Regions from separate parts of the Mus musculus genome. Here regions 2, 3 and 4 are each linked to region 1. The links are chromatin contacts, called in public HiCAR-type, HiChIP or PLAC-seq and promoter capture Hi-C maps. All regions are on one chromosome and are shown on one strand. Each heading gives the region's core, a stretch centred on a gene start, on an enhancer-like site or on the middle of the called end of the contact. The rest is flanking DNA. Distances are from core to core; before and after follow the strand shown. Region 1 holds the start of Cog6 (component of oligomeric golgi complex 6). Region 2 overlaps Frem2 (Fras1 related extracellular matrix protein 2). Region 3 has its middle 94 kb from the start of Gm40048. Region 4 has its middle 120 kb from the start of Gm40048.

Region 1 (3,116 bases), core at 229-2,728:
TTTGGAGGCTGAACCTTGAGCTATGACTAGATGAAGAGGGCGAGTTAGTTATGATCTTATAAGACAGCTCTCAGAGAGCCAGCTCATCCCTCCAATCTATCAGATGAGGTTAGTAGCACAAACATGTCCATCCATGAACACAGAAAGGGACCCCAGCAGAACCCAGGGCCATTGGTGCCTTGACTCTGGACCTCTCATCCTCCAGAACAATCAGAAATAAATTTCTATTGTTTGTAAGCTACCAAGTATAGAGCATTTTGCTGTAGTAGCTGAAAAGGATTAAAGAAGATTGCAGGAATTAGTATATAGAGATTTGAAATTTTGGGTGCCTGTGCCCAGTAACATGTTATGGCGAGAGAGTTGCTACCACAGAGCAACTGCCAATAAATAAGACTAGCTCGATAATGTGAATCTGAACTTGCAGGTGTAATAAAAAAGATCAGTTAACACTATCACAGTATGGCCATTATTGATAATTGTCACCGTGTTTTGTAAATCAAAAAGTGATATCGCAGGCTGAAGAGATGGCTCTGTGGTTAAGAGCACAGCTGCTCTTGTGTAAGACCTAGGTTCAGTTCTTAGGACCCCGGATTGGAACCATCATAACCCCAGCTCTAGGGGGACATGACGCCCTTTCTGGCCTCCACTGGGACTGCATGTATACAGTGCACATCCATGCATGCATGCATACACACATACACACATGCATACAGGAGAAACACTTTCTTGCCCACTGCTTTCCAGCTACACTGCCTTTGGTCAGTTTGTGAGAATGCAAAGTTCCTTGTTTCTGGGCCTTTACATGTAGGCTTTCTCCTATTTGGAGATTTCTCACAGCTCTAGGTCTCTTTTAAATCTGAAATTAAAGGCCAGGTCCTTCCAAGCCTTCTTGAGTAACCACTTTGGCCTGCATTTCATTTCTTTCCTCTGTCTCTTCATTGCCTTCTGTTTACTGTCTTGTTTATTATTTATGTCAGTGCACACCAGCAGCCCTGGCAAATACTCTAGCTTCGATTGATGCTTTTCAGAATGATGAATTCAGATAAACGAAATTTAATTGCAATCAGTTCTGTTGATCATGCATGCATGCCAGCTACTGGTTTCGGCATATTTTACATATACTTTACATTATTACTTTACATATTTTACATTATTACTTTGGCTTTTTTTTTCAAGATTCAGATTCCTGAAGTCTCTTTTACAACCTCCAACCTCTTTTTTTTGTTGTTGTTGTTGTTGGGTTTTTTTTGTTTGTTTGTTTTTTTTTTTTTTTTTTTTTTAGTTTTTCGAGACAGGGGTTTCTCTGTATAGCCCTGGCTGTCCTGGAACTCACTTTGTAGACAACCTCCAATCTCTTCTGAGCGTGTCCTCGCCTCCCAGGATTTTAAAGTAAACCGGGCAGGTAGAGCGTCTCGGATCGCGGTGCGCATGCGCGGCCAGGTGTGCGCATGCGCGAGTGAGTGCACAAGCGCAGTGCTTCCGTTACGCCGGGTCTGTCAGCGATGGCTGACGCCAGCGGGGAGGTGGCTGCGGTCCCCGCCTCCGGGGCCGCCAATGGCTTCAGTAATGGGGCAGGTGCGACCCCCGCGCAGCCCAACAATCCGCTGTCGCGTAAGCTGCACAAGATCCTGGAGACACGGCTAGAAAATGACAAGGTAACCGGAGGGGGCGGGGCGGACCCCTGGTCTCGGGCAGAAGCTGCTGCTGTCCTAGGCGTAGGGAAGCGCTTTTTGGGGTAGCTGTGCCCTGCCCTTGCGCTCTTGCTGTGTCCTTTACTTGAACTCCTTCCCGCACGCCCTCCCCTTAACCGTCTAGAGCAGTACTTCGCGGCTCTTATCAGAGCTGGCTGTCTCCCCTGCAGCTTTGAGTAGCCAGGTATAGCCGTGCCTACGTGGCACAAAAGAATACAGTAAGGTGGGAGCCGTAAAGACGTGGGTAAAGATAGAAGTAAGTAAAAATAAGCTGTCAACAAGAATTTGACTCCTGTGTGTCAAAAACAGAACATTAACATGCTGAGTTATAAATAAAGCCCTGGGCTAGATAGGGTTGTGACATGCTACCAAAAGCCATACTGAGTAGGACAGCTTGGGATGACAAGCCCAGTGTTAGCATCAAGAAGAAACTACAAAGCGCTTCTCAAAGCGGACCTTAGGTCCACAAAACAGCGAGAAAAAACAAAACAAAACAAAAACGTCATGGTCGCTGATTTGAGAAATTTGCTGCGGGTCTGATGAATAAAACTTTCTGAATCCCTGTGAACCACAGTACTTCAAACCCTGCTGCAAGGACTGGTCAACATAGTAGACCCGTTTCTCCAGCACTCCCAACTGCCAGGCACACAAGCCACTCTTTGCAATTTGAGTGAATCGAGCTATAAAGTTTTGCCTGCATTTATCTGACTTTGGCTCTCACTTCTTCAAGCATCTTGACAACTTTGTGCAGGAAAAAACACGTTCACAAACAACTGGAAGCTCCCTAAGAGTTCACAGAATCCAGAACTCATTGGCAAAAATGTGTCCATTGTAAAGGTTTCTGTTTTAATTAATAAAGGTGTTTGAGCTATTGATTTATAATTGGCATACTAAAATCAGTTTCTTTTGCACCAAACCAGTATAAATGTACATATTTTTATCTCATGATACTTGGTGCTATAACTTTCTACACTTTGACAATTCACTTACAGTCTCTCAGAACATATACTACATAAAGAATTGCCTTCTCAGAAATGGAGGAGGAATGGAGGGAGGGGAGAGGGGCTGTGAGGAGAGTAGGGGAGGGGAAACTGGTCAGGATGTAAAATAAAGTTAAATGAAAAACGGGAATTACCTTCTTGTAAAAATTAACAAATATATTAAAGTTCAAAGCAATTCTGTTGTGTACTACCTTTACATATATAACTATATGTAAGTAGACTGTGAATTGTGTCCTGGAAGTAAGTTTACTGCTTATTAATTAAGTCAGATATTACTTTTTGAGTCATTTAGTGGAAATAAGTCAATTGAAAATAATTTTATTGAGTTTTGGCTGGATATCAGGAAACCACTGAAAAGTCAGCCCCAATGATGTCCCTCTGTTGTCACTTCGGCAGGAGATGTTGGAAGCTCTCAAGGCCCTTT
Region 2 (3,116 bases), core at 453-2,952, 500 kb before region 1:
GAATGACTAGAAAAAAAGGAAAATTTGTTTGGATCTGAATTGCTTCTCATTCCCCTCAGACCTCCTTTGTCTCACTTGCTTATTTAACATTCACTTAAACCAAAGAATATATTAATTCTGGAAACGGATTTTTAAGAGACTAACGTCTTCGGGATATATTTGCAGCCAGGCTCTCGTTAATCGGCCTCACTGATAACCCAGCCTTGGTGTGAAGCAAGAGAGTTGTAGACGTGCCGGCAAAGAGACACCATAGAGTTAGATTCGCCACACGACAAGGTTCTCAAGAACTGAGCCTAGATGTTTACAGTATTGAACCCGTGCATAGTGAGAAACAGCTTTACCAATGGTGAAGGGTGAGAGTGATATTTATTAACATGCTTTGGACCACCAGAATGCCTCTTGGGCGCGTTTTCTAGAACAGTGATGGCAAATGAGATTAGTCTTAGAGGAACAGCCGCACGACACCATCCGGAGCTTATATCAGCCACAGGAAATTGTATTAGGCTAAAATCTGCTCTAAATAATGGGAATCTCTCTAGACATGTCACTCCAGAAATTGACTTGGAGGTGGCCATGGCTGTCAATCATTCTCTTCAGTGATCCAGGAAGAGAACATCTCTGTCTGGCCTCCCCCAGTTCAGCGAGCCGGTGCTATGAGGTTGCCCTCTGGGACCTTATCTGTGTTCTGTCACTTTGATCGTTCACTGTGTAAAAACCTCTTCAGAAGAGTATGTTAGAAATTCTGTTTAGAACAGGAACACTTCAGCAGAGTAATGGCCATTTCCTAAAACCCAGTGAATACATTTATACCAAAATGAATGCCTTCACATAGCCCTCAAAGGCTGCATGAAGCCCCTCACGCTTCAGCCACACCCTGGCCAAGCTGAACCATCCTGGTAGAATGGAGATACTCGGAAGCAAACTTCATCTCAGGTCATTCCTGTATGTCAGTGGGTATCAACCTGTGAGTGCCAGCCTGTCTATCAGTGGGTGCCTGTGAGTGCCAGCCTGTCTATCAGTGGGGAGTGGGTGCCTGTGAGTGCCAGCCTGTCTATCAGTGGGTAGTGGGTGCCTATGAGTGCCAGCCTGTCTATCAGTGGGTAGTGGATGCCTGTGAGTGCCAGCCTGTCTATCAGTGGGTAGTGGGTGCCTGTGAGTGCCAGCCTGTCTATCAGTGAGTAGTGGGTGCCTGTGAGTGCCAGCCTGTCTATCAGTGGGTGCCTGTGAGTGCCAGCCTGTCTATCAGTAGGTGCCTGTGAATACCAACCATATCTTGACTGAGAAAGGGAAGCTGCACTGGTCCTGAAGGAGAAATGCCTGTTGCCTGCTTCCCTCTCCATCCAGTGTCTTTCAAGAGATGAGACACACTGTAGCACCCTTCTGTTGGGGAGCTTAGCGAGTCCTATCTATAGCACAAGTGTCCCCCAGGGGACTGACTCACAGGGGCAGAAAGCGTTGTCAGCCCAGGGGTCCACTTATCAGATGGAGTGGTTCATTATCATCCTTTCTTTGTTTTACCTCCAGCAGACCCTTAGCTCCATGTTTGGCTACCTCAGAATTTGGGAATGACCATGTTGCCAACAGTATAGGAACTTCCACTGCTTAGCTTTCAGTTCATCTTCTGAAGATAGTCAGAGCAATTGTTCTCAACTGGCTTGCTGTTTCTAGTGGTTGAGCACTTCCAAGCCTGACTGCCCTGTGGCCTTCAGCTCAGGAAGTGAATATAGCAACGAATGGCACATTATCATATATTGTGACCAGGATGCGTCTATGCCAAATCTCACTCGGCTGTGCATTGTTCTATTGAAGCTATTGTCTATAAGTTAGATGTTATATTAAGTACAAGATAAGCCTAGCCTCCTGCAATAGGAAATGTCAGTATTCTTTCTCTCTCTCCCATCTCTTCTTCCTCCTCTTACTGGTATTTTTTTTTCATAATTTTAAAAGTATCTATTTACTAAATATGTGGCTTAAAATACAGTAATCGTTTTAAAAATCTTTTCAATAAGAAAAAAAAATGTTTTTTAAATAAAGTAAGTCTTTGTTTTCAGTATTTTGTTTTTTTAATATTATGATATTTTGAGAACAAATACTCGAAGTAATTTCCCATAGAGAATAGGCAGTCAACTCTAGTTCTTGACTTCCTCCAAACCTCCTGATAAAGACCAACATTTGGTTGGTATTAAAAGCAAAGATAAATGTTAGCATCAGTGGCCCTCCTAAGCATACAAGCAACAAAACATTAAAACCCATGAATAACAGGACTGGAGCAATGGCTTCACAGGAAAATATACACAATACAGTGTTCAGTACTGGGGATGGTACCTACGACTCACACATACACGGTGGGTGGCACTACCTCTGATCTACAGTACAACCCTTTCTTAAGGTTTTGGCTTGATACTGTTTAGCCCAGACTAGCTGTGAACTTGCTCTTTCGCTCTGGCTGGCCTTGAACTTTCAGTCTTCCTGCCTCAGTCTCCCACATAGGGAGAGTCACAGCCCCCACCAGCACTGTCCTCTTGATCATCCATTCTGACTAACGGCTAGAAACCAGGCCACTCACCCTGCCCTCAGGCAACTGGTAATCAAGTAAGGCTCTGTCTTTGGAGGGAGGTGAACAGAGCTTCTTCTAGACAAGCAAACAGGGCCATGTGTGTATCTATCTGTGTCCCACAATGAAACTTCTTAGAACATTATCATTAGATTCCACTCTTTCTTTTTTAACCTCAAAGCAAGCCTAGTATGACGTCTGCTGCCCTCCCCCCTCCCTGCCCCCACAGCCTGTCATTTGTAAGGACTCTGTGTATGCTCAGAATCAAGGAAGCGCCTGTGCGAAGCAAAAAGTTCTATCCAGCCACCTTACTATAAACTCTTTCCCAGCACAGCCGTTTCAAAGTTAACATTTAAACCCATGTAAAGCCAGGCATGGCGACTCACACCTTCAATCTCAGCACTCAGGAGGCAGCAGCAGCAAAGGGATCTTTATGAGTTTAAGGCCAGCCAGGTCTCCATTGTGAGTTCCAGGATAGCCAGGCTGTGTGGACAGCTACTGTCTCAAAAATAACATTAAAATAAAATTTAATAGGAATATGGCTGGCTGTGATGGTGCATGC
Region 3 (3,116 bases), core at 197-2,696, 280 kb before region 1:
CTCTAGCTGATACTCCTAGCAGTGGGGGATATGGGGTCTAAAACAGCCACCTCCTGAAGCCAGGCAGGACTTCTAGTGGAAGGATAAGAACACCAACCCACCCACAAAACTTTTGACCCAAAATGTGTCCTGCCTATGAGATGTGCAGAAAATAATTTTAAAAATCAGTTATTACTCAAGGCATAAAAAAATGTTTCTCTATTCCATTCTTCCTTGTGGCCAATCCCCTTCTCAGGCCAAATTTCCACTATTTTTAAAGCTATCTTTAGGAGCTATTAACTCATTTTGGCTTCTCAAGATAAGGCTTCACTCTGTGAACTTGCTATGTAAGCCAGACTGGCCTTGAACTTATGGCCATCCTCCTGCCTCAAAGCTGTGGTGCTCTCTCTGCCTCAGCCTCCTTTTGCTGACATCACGAACATGGTCCACCCGGCTGTGATTTCCGGAAGCCTTGGTAATTTCTTTTAGTTCCTTAAAGAATTGGGAGGAAATGGCAGGTTCCTTGAGAAGTAGAGCCTACCGGAAAGGCTTCAGTAATGGGAGCCCAGTCATTTCCTCTCCTCTCTTTGGCCCTCCAGCCATAAGACTGACAGTTTGGGCCTATCATATATTTCTACCATGATGTATGTCACAGGGCCGGAGTGATGCCGATCAATATGGACAAAACCCTCTGAATAAACCTACACTAAGTCTTTTCTCTTTGTAAGTAGGGCTTAGGTATTTGGTATAATCAGAGGATACTGACAAACCTACTCCTTAACAACTTCTTTTGTTGCCTGGAGTCATAGGTGATTGGTTTTGTTTGCTTAATTTACCATGTCAATAATGTATCAAGGGCGAATGGAACAAACTCCCTCTGAATTAGCTGTATGCTCTCTGGCATAGCTTTTCTGTTTTGATTTCTCTCCAGAACTGTCTGTTCTCCTGCCGCAGTCAGACCTGCTTTTCTCAGGGACTGCTCCTTAGCTGGAGTGACAACGTTGTTACCACCTCCGAGTCCCATAATCCTCTTGGCTTCTTCCCAGAACTCTGTTTCTCACTTGGCTCACTTTGGTTTGCTGAAGCAGCAACTGCTGCTAGGACCTTATGACAAAGCCTATCAGACGATGTTTTGAGGCCTTAAAAACATTTTATTGTGTCTTCCTCCTAACCTCACACTTAAATGGCAATAAATTCAAAATAAAAACTTATTTTCCCTTGCCGTCTGAGGGGAATTGCTCAGTTCGCTGTGGCTCACGCTTTGAGCCGCTGTTCTGGCTGTTGGTATGTCGATGAGCAGAGGACTGGTCCTCTGGGGGGCGTTGCTCTGCAAACACGGTGGCTGCTTTGTTTGTGTATTTCTGACTCTTGGCCCAAGACTTTTGAATGGTCTGGTCAACTTTCCCAGAAACGGATCTTCTGGTCTGCTGCTTGTGGGGTGGGAATGGGGGTGGGGCTATGGGCCTGACTGGCAGTGTCCGTAGCCAGAAGAGCCCAGCTATTGCTCAGCCCCATCACTTCCACGCAGCCCCTCTCTACATGTCACCTCTCTCTGCTCTTCCTGATTCCCAAAGATCCAATGTTTCTGGTTCAGTTTCTTCCTGGATTACACTCTCATCTTCTGCCATAGAAAAAGAAGACCGTTTTCTACCATGTGGGCCAAAGGAGGGCTCATTGGTCTAACTGCTGTTCACATGAAAGTGAAAGTCAATTTCTAGCTTTTATAGTTAACCATTCCACCACCTTTAGAGACATTAGGACATTTACATTAGGAAATTCAGGCTTCAAATTAATCTGTTTGCTCTGTTGCTAGTTTATATTTCTATAATCCCTCCCTATTGCTAATTTAATTACAAATTCACTATAAATTATAAAATAAACTCCAATTAATCCCTCCCTAGTGCTAAGTTATATTTCTACTTTCTTTGGTTCAGAACATTTAAAAATCACTGATTTCTCCGGTTTAAAGCTTCCAGACTGCTGAGGTCACTTCATATCTACTCTTCACTCCTGTCTCCCTTGTCCTTTGTCCTTTCAAAAACGTTTAGATGACATTTTAATAGTAATTCACAAGCAAACAGGTATAAGTGTGCGTGTGTTCGATTTGCTGTGCTTTCTTAGATGGTTTTTGTTCTGCTGTGAACTTCTCAGAACCTAAATGATGCCTAATTTCTTTGTAAAAAAAAAAATCTGAGAATCAACTTATTTTTTTCTCAGTGCTATAACAAAATATTTGAAGCATGGTACTTTAATAGAACAAAGTGGGTTTAGGGTTTATTTAGCTCACTGTTTAGAAGGTGGAATATCCACACACACAAAAATAAATAAATAAAAACCACAGGGCTGACTCTGATGAATCAACCTTCCTTAGTATAATAGATGATGTCATTGTATATAACTGTGTGGTAGAGAGACAGACAGACAGACAGACAGAGACACACACACACGCACACAGACATGGTGGGGTGAGTAAAGAGAATCACAGGGTCAAAAAGAAGCTAGAAAGAAACTCCAGTCTTTTAAAAGAATATCTCATTCTTGTGTGGGGTAAGTAAAATTTACAAGTTAATTCCTTTTTTTATTGGTGTAATCTCAAATATACCGCCAATCCCTAAATAATCTACCATCTCAACGTTAGCATGTTAGGGCTATCTCTAACTTATGAGCCATTGGGATGAGGGCTATCTCCAACTCAGGCTCCCGGGAGGTTCCTTTTGTTTGCTAGCACTTCTGTTATTACAAAGAGTTTCTAGATTTGGTTAGTTTACAGCCCTTTTCCTTCCGTGGGCTTTGAACCAGCGTGGCTCTAAGTCTTTTCCTTCCTGTGTTGTTCTTGTGACAGATATAAATCTGGGAAAGGAGGAGACATCTGAGCCGACGGCAGCTTCTGTTTAGGTGTTACTATTGTACCATTCACTGAAGCCCGCCACACACCAAGTCTGCAGGCTGTGGGACCTGCAAATGTTTGTTTCTCCTGGGACAATGTGACTCACCAGACAGTTGTCAGGGACACAGGCTGCATGTGTCGGGAGAGAAGCAAGGAACAGTTGAGATCGGCTCTATAGAGTATGAAGATCCTTTTTTAAAAAAACAAAGTTGTTAGCCCCTCATAGCATTCGTATAGTTAAGAAAATTTT
Region 4 (3,116 bases), core at 359-2,858, 260 kb before region 1:
TGTAGCCCACTTATTGCAATGTCAGTCAACTATGGGATTTTGTTAGTTTGTTTCAGGGAAGAATAACCTGGCAGTTTCTTTTTATGTATACTTAGGAAATATTTATTTATTATTTATACAGTTTTCTCCCTGCGTGTATGCCTGCACACCAGAAGAGGGAACCAGATCTTATAGATGGTTGTAAGCTACCACCTATAAGGTGCTGGGAATTGAACTCAGGATCTCTGGAAAAGCAGCCACAACTCTTAACCTCTGAGCCATCTCTCTAGCCCCTTATGTATACTTCTATATGAGTACTGCACCAGTCCAACTGAACTATCTAATTAGCGAGGCCATCCCCAGGGACCTCCTTGCTGGGCTCACCAGAAAAGCATACTTCTTTCTGCTCTGTAGGAAAGAAAGCTAATCTTCTTTGTCTAGCACTAAATGCTCGTACCCCAGGGAAGGCACTGTGGCTTAGACTCCAAATTCCAAATGACAAATCATACTTAAAGACATTGATTTCCTTTGCTGGGAAGTTTTATGACCTTCTGCATGTGCTTCATCCTCACCGCGAGTTTGCTTATTGAATTATGCTCATGGCTATTTTTCTTGCCGAATTATTTCTTTAAAAAAAAAAATCCTCTCAACAAGGTACCACTTCATCCCTAGTCTTGTGTAGTCATAGGCCAAGCTTTTCAGCAATAAAAGGTGAGCAACTACTGTGAATAGAGCCGCAGATTTTAAAGCAGAGGGACCACAGACTGTATCCTGAGGGAAGGAGGAGGGTGCTGATCTTCAGGGTTTAATCCAAGGGTACTGGACTACAGCGGATCTCTTCTCCTTCTGTTAATCCCGAGATTCTTCTCTGGTCCCCCATGCTTGACTTGATCTTCATGTTATTTAAGTGTCCACCTAGCAAATGTTAAGGGAAAGAGATGTTATCAAAGGGGAGGAGTTATGAGAAGGGTCTAGTGGACATTTGAGGAATGGGCACCACAGGAAGTCTGCATCAGTTAATGCTGGAACAGCTCTGACATGCTCAGCAGAAGCTATGAGGTTTCCTGGTCGCTTCCAAGGCCTTGGTGGGAGAGGCCAGCCCCTATGCCCAGGAACACTGGCATTGCTAAGAGTATCAGACAGAAGGGACTCTGGCTGCCTAGAGAGACCAAGCATTACCGACCCCAGATAAATTAAGCTCTAGCCTGAACTCTGCTTTTGGATCCCCTTGCTCCAGTCTCTTCCAGCTGTACCCACACACACACGGGGTAGGGGTAGAATTCCAAGGTATCCAGTTATACCATGTTTCTCTAACCACGTTCCTGGGAACATAAAAGTCCCTGTTGGACATTCTAAAGGTTCATATCGCTGTCAGATCAGCAAAAGGGCAGCCTATCTTTAGTCTTGAATTGCCAAGTGGTGGCTGTTTGCAGGACAGGAAGAGTGTGGTTTGAAGAAAGCTTGGAAATGTAGGCTGAGGTGTATCACACTTGCACATTTGCAAACTTGTACACTTGCACACTTGCACATGTGATATTGCAGTAACGGATAGCACTGAGGGCGGGAAGAACTCAGCTCTAACCCTGTGTACCATGGAGAACTGTCTATCAGTTGACATCTGTTGAGACAGGCATCATGGGTCACTGGGCAGGAAGTAGTTTCTTAGACTTCCAGAAAGGCTTTATGCACCAGTGGATACAGAAGAAAAGAAAATCATTATTATAAAAACCACTTAGCCTTTAGTAAGTGCCACACTTTGTGTTGAGACCTTTCTACATATTTTATTTCATTTACTTCACTGTTATATATAACAAATAGGATTGCTACAGTTTTACAAACAAAGCAGTCAAGACTGAGAGCAGATGAGTAATCTCTCCTTGTTAACAGATTGTGAGGGGAGACCTGGGATTTTAATCTCAAATCAGTGAACTCTCTCACCATGTTATCTCCTCATTTGCAGGTGCAAATTATGGTGCTCTGAAATAGAAACAAAGATCTCAAAATACATTTAAAAAAAGAGGACACGAAATAATCAGGAACTATCAAAGAAAATAAATGGCTTAGAAGTGGGAGGGACAAGACAGAGGTCGGAGCTTTTAAGTGATTCAAAATCCAATTACTCTGTCAATTGTACAGGTCTCTCTCACACAGCTACACCACAGAATCAAAGAAGGTCTACCTTTCAGACATCCATGAACTGTTGCCAATGAATGACTTAGTTCCAAGGAGGAGTTACTTTCTTTCTTTTCCTTCCTCTTTATGATCTAAATGTAGTTTATTTGTGAGTGGCCCTTGCGATGGATTCATGACCCAGTCTTCATAGCTGGGGTTGTTCCTTCAATGTCATCTACAGGATTATGCCACTGAGAATCTGAATTGTAACAATCAGACAAATCAAGGAAGCCAGGCATAAAAGTCTGGCTGAGAATTTTTGAAGCAAAAAACAAATTTAACCAGAAAATGTTGTTGGTTCTGATATTTGTTATCCACAGTGCTGTGCTTAAGGGTACCACAGTAAAAACAAATCAGATAGTTTGTTCTCTCAGAGTTCCTAGTTTTGTGACAAGGAACAAATTGAAAAATATAACTACTCTTTCCAGCCAACACCTAGCACTGGGCATCTCTCAGGGCAGCCGGCAGAAGTGCCACATGACTAAGGTAAGAGAAAGCCCTATCACAGGAATGGAAAGTATGAGCTGGGATGGCCTGTCCCTCAGGATATACATGCAGTCTGAGTTCCAGAAAGCAAGAAGGAGTACTGTGCCCTGAGATGGAACTTGGGGAACTTTTCCTAGGGCTATGCGTGTTTTACTTACAAAGCAAAGATTATTAATATTGTCTACCATGCACCCCATAACGAGCCGGTCTGCACCAAGACCCTGGTGAACAATTGCATTGTGCTTACTGATGGCACACAGTACTGACAGTGGTACCAGTCACACTATGCACTGACCCTGGGCTGCAAGCAAGGGGCCAAGCTGACACCTGAGGAGGAAGAGATCTTAAACAAACAAACAAACAACCAAAAAGATCAAAAAATTCAAAAGAAATATGATAAAAGGAACAGATTGTCAGGATCAGCAGTCTGCTGGGAGAGAAGTTCCAGAAGGGCAGGCTTCTTGTCTGTGTCACCTGAA

What was found. Promoter capture Hi-C pulls out the DNA fragments that hold promoters and counts their contacts. HiCAR-type assays count read pairs that join an accessible place to other places. HiChIP or PLAC-seq counts read pairs in DNA pulled down with a chosen protein or histone mark.
Region 2: an H3K27ac HiChIP or PLAC-seq map of large pre-B cells shows a contact between it and region 1, with 9 times the contacts expected there. The contact joins the enhancer-like site here to the promoter of Cog6 in region 1. A contact is called at or near these places in 6 of 39 promoter capture datasets (the C10 cell line, cranial neural crest, embryonic stem cells and 3 more), 10 of 484 Hi-C or Micro-C datasets (CD8 T cells, the CH12 cell line, LSK cells and 6 more), 3 of 115 datasets of contacts at active chromatin or transcription factors (embryonic forebrain, embryonic midbrain and large pre-B cells) and 1 of 9 other capture datasets (embryonic stem cells).
Region 3: a contact with region 1 is called in a HiCAR-type map of fibro-adipogenic progenitors, with 4 times the contacts expected there. The contact joins the enhancer-like site here to the promoter of Cog6 in region 1. A contact is called at or near these places in 1 of 39 promoter capture datasets (embryonic stem cells), 3 of 15 datasets of contacts at CTCF or cohesin (the NIH/3T3 cell line, pro-B cells and stem cell-derived epiblast-like cells), 3 of 484 Hi-C or Micro-C datasets (liver, muscle stem cells and stem cell-derived epiblast-like cells), 5 of 115 datasets of contacts at active chromatin or transcription factors (the 230-238 cell line, craniofacial prominence, fibro-adipogenic progenitors and 1 more) and 1 of 9 other capture datasets (embryonic stem cells).
Region 4: a contact with region 1 is called in a promoter capture Hi-C map of pre-B cells, with 2.2 times the contacts expected there. The contact joins the enhancer-like site here to the promoter of Cog6 in region 1. A contact is called at or near these places in 5 of 39 promoter capture datasets (the C10 cell line, the SN4741 cell line, embryonic stem cells and 2 more), 1 of 484 Hi-C or Micro-C datasets (pre-B cells), 3 of 115 datasets of contacts at active chromatin or transcription factors (the 230-238 cell line, embryonic stem cells and large pre-B cells) and 2 of 9 other capture datasets (adipose tissue and embryonic stem cells).

The regions. Positions count from the first base shown.
Region 1 is chr3:53,015,585-53,018,700 of GRCm38.p6, reverse strand. Cog6 (component of oligomeric golgi complex 6) reads left to right here and starts at 1,478. Exons shown (of 19, transcript NM_026225.3): 1 at 1,478-1,655; 2 at 3,089-3,116. The coding sequence starts at 1,503.
Region 2 is chr3:53,512,872-53,515,987 of GRCm38.p6, reverse strand. Frem2 (Fras1 related extracellular matrix protein 2) reads left to right here. Exons shown (of 24, transcript NM_172862.3): 24 at 1-2,050. Among named protein-coding and RNA genes, the nearest start is that of Stoml3, 26 kb to the right of the region's middle. Within about 2 kb of position 1,702, at least 12 of the 459 cell types and tissues checked have an H3K27ac peak or open chromatin away from gene starts, as enhancers often do.
Region 3 is chr3:53,299,946-53,303,061 of GRCm38.p6, reverse strand. No RefSeq gene overlaps it. Among named protein-coding and RNA genes, the nearest start is that of Gm40048, 94 kb to the left of the region's middle. Within about 2 kb of position 1,446, at least 5 of the 459 cell types and tissues checked have an H3K27ac peak or open chromatin away from gene starts, as enhancers often do. A contact at or near this core is called in fibro-adipogenic progenitors, where this site is marked.
Region 4 is chr3:53,276,678-53,279,793 of GRCm38.p6, reverse strand. No RefSeq gene overlaps it. Among named protein-coding and RNA genes, the nearest start is that of Gm40048, 120 kb to the left of the region's middle. Within about 2 kb of position 1,608, at least 14 of the 459 cell types and tissues checked have an H3K27ac peak or open chromatin away from gene starts, as enhancers often do. A contact at or near this core is called in the 230-238 cell line and pre-B cells, where this site is marked.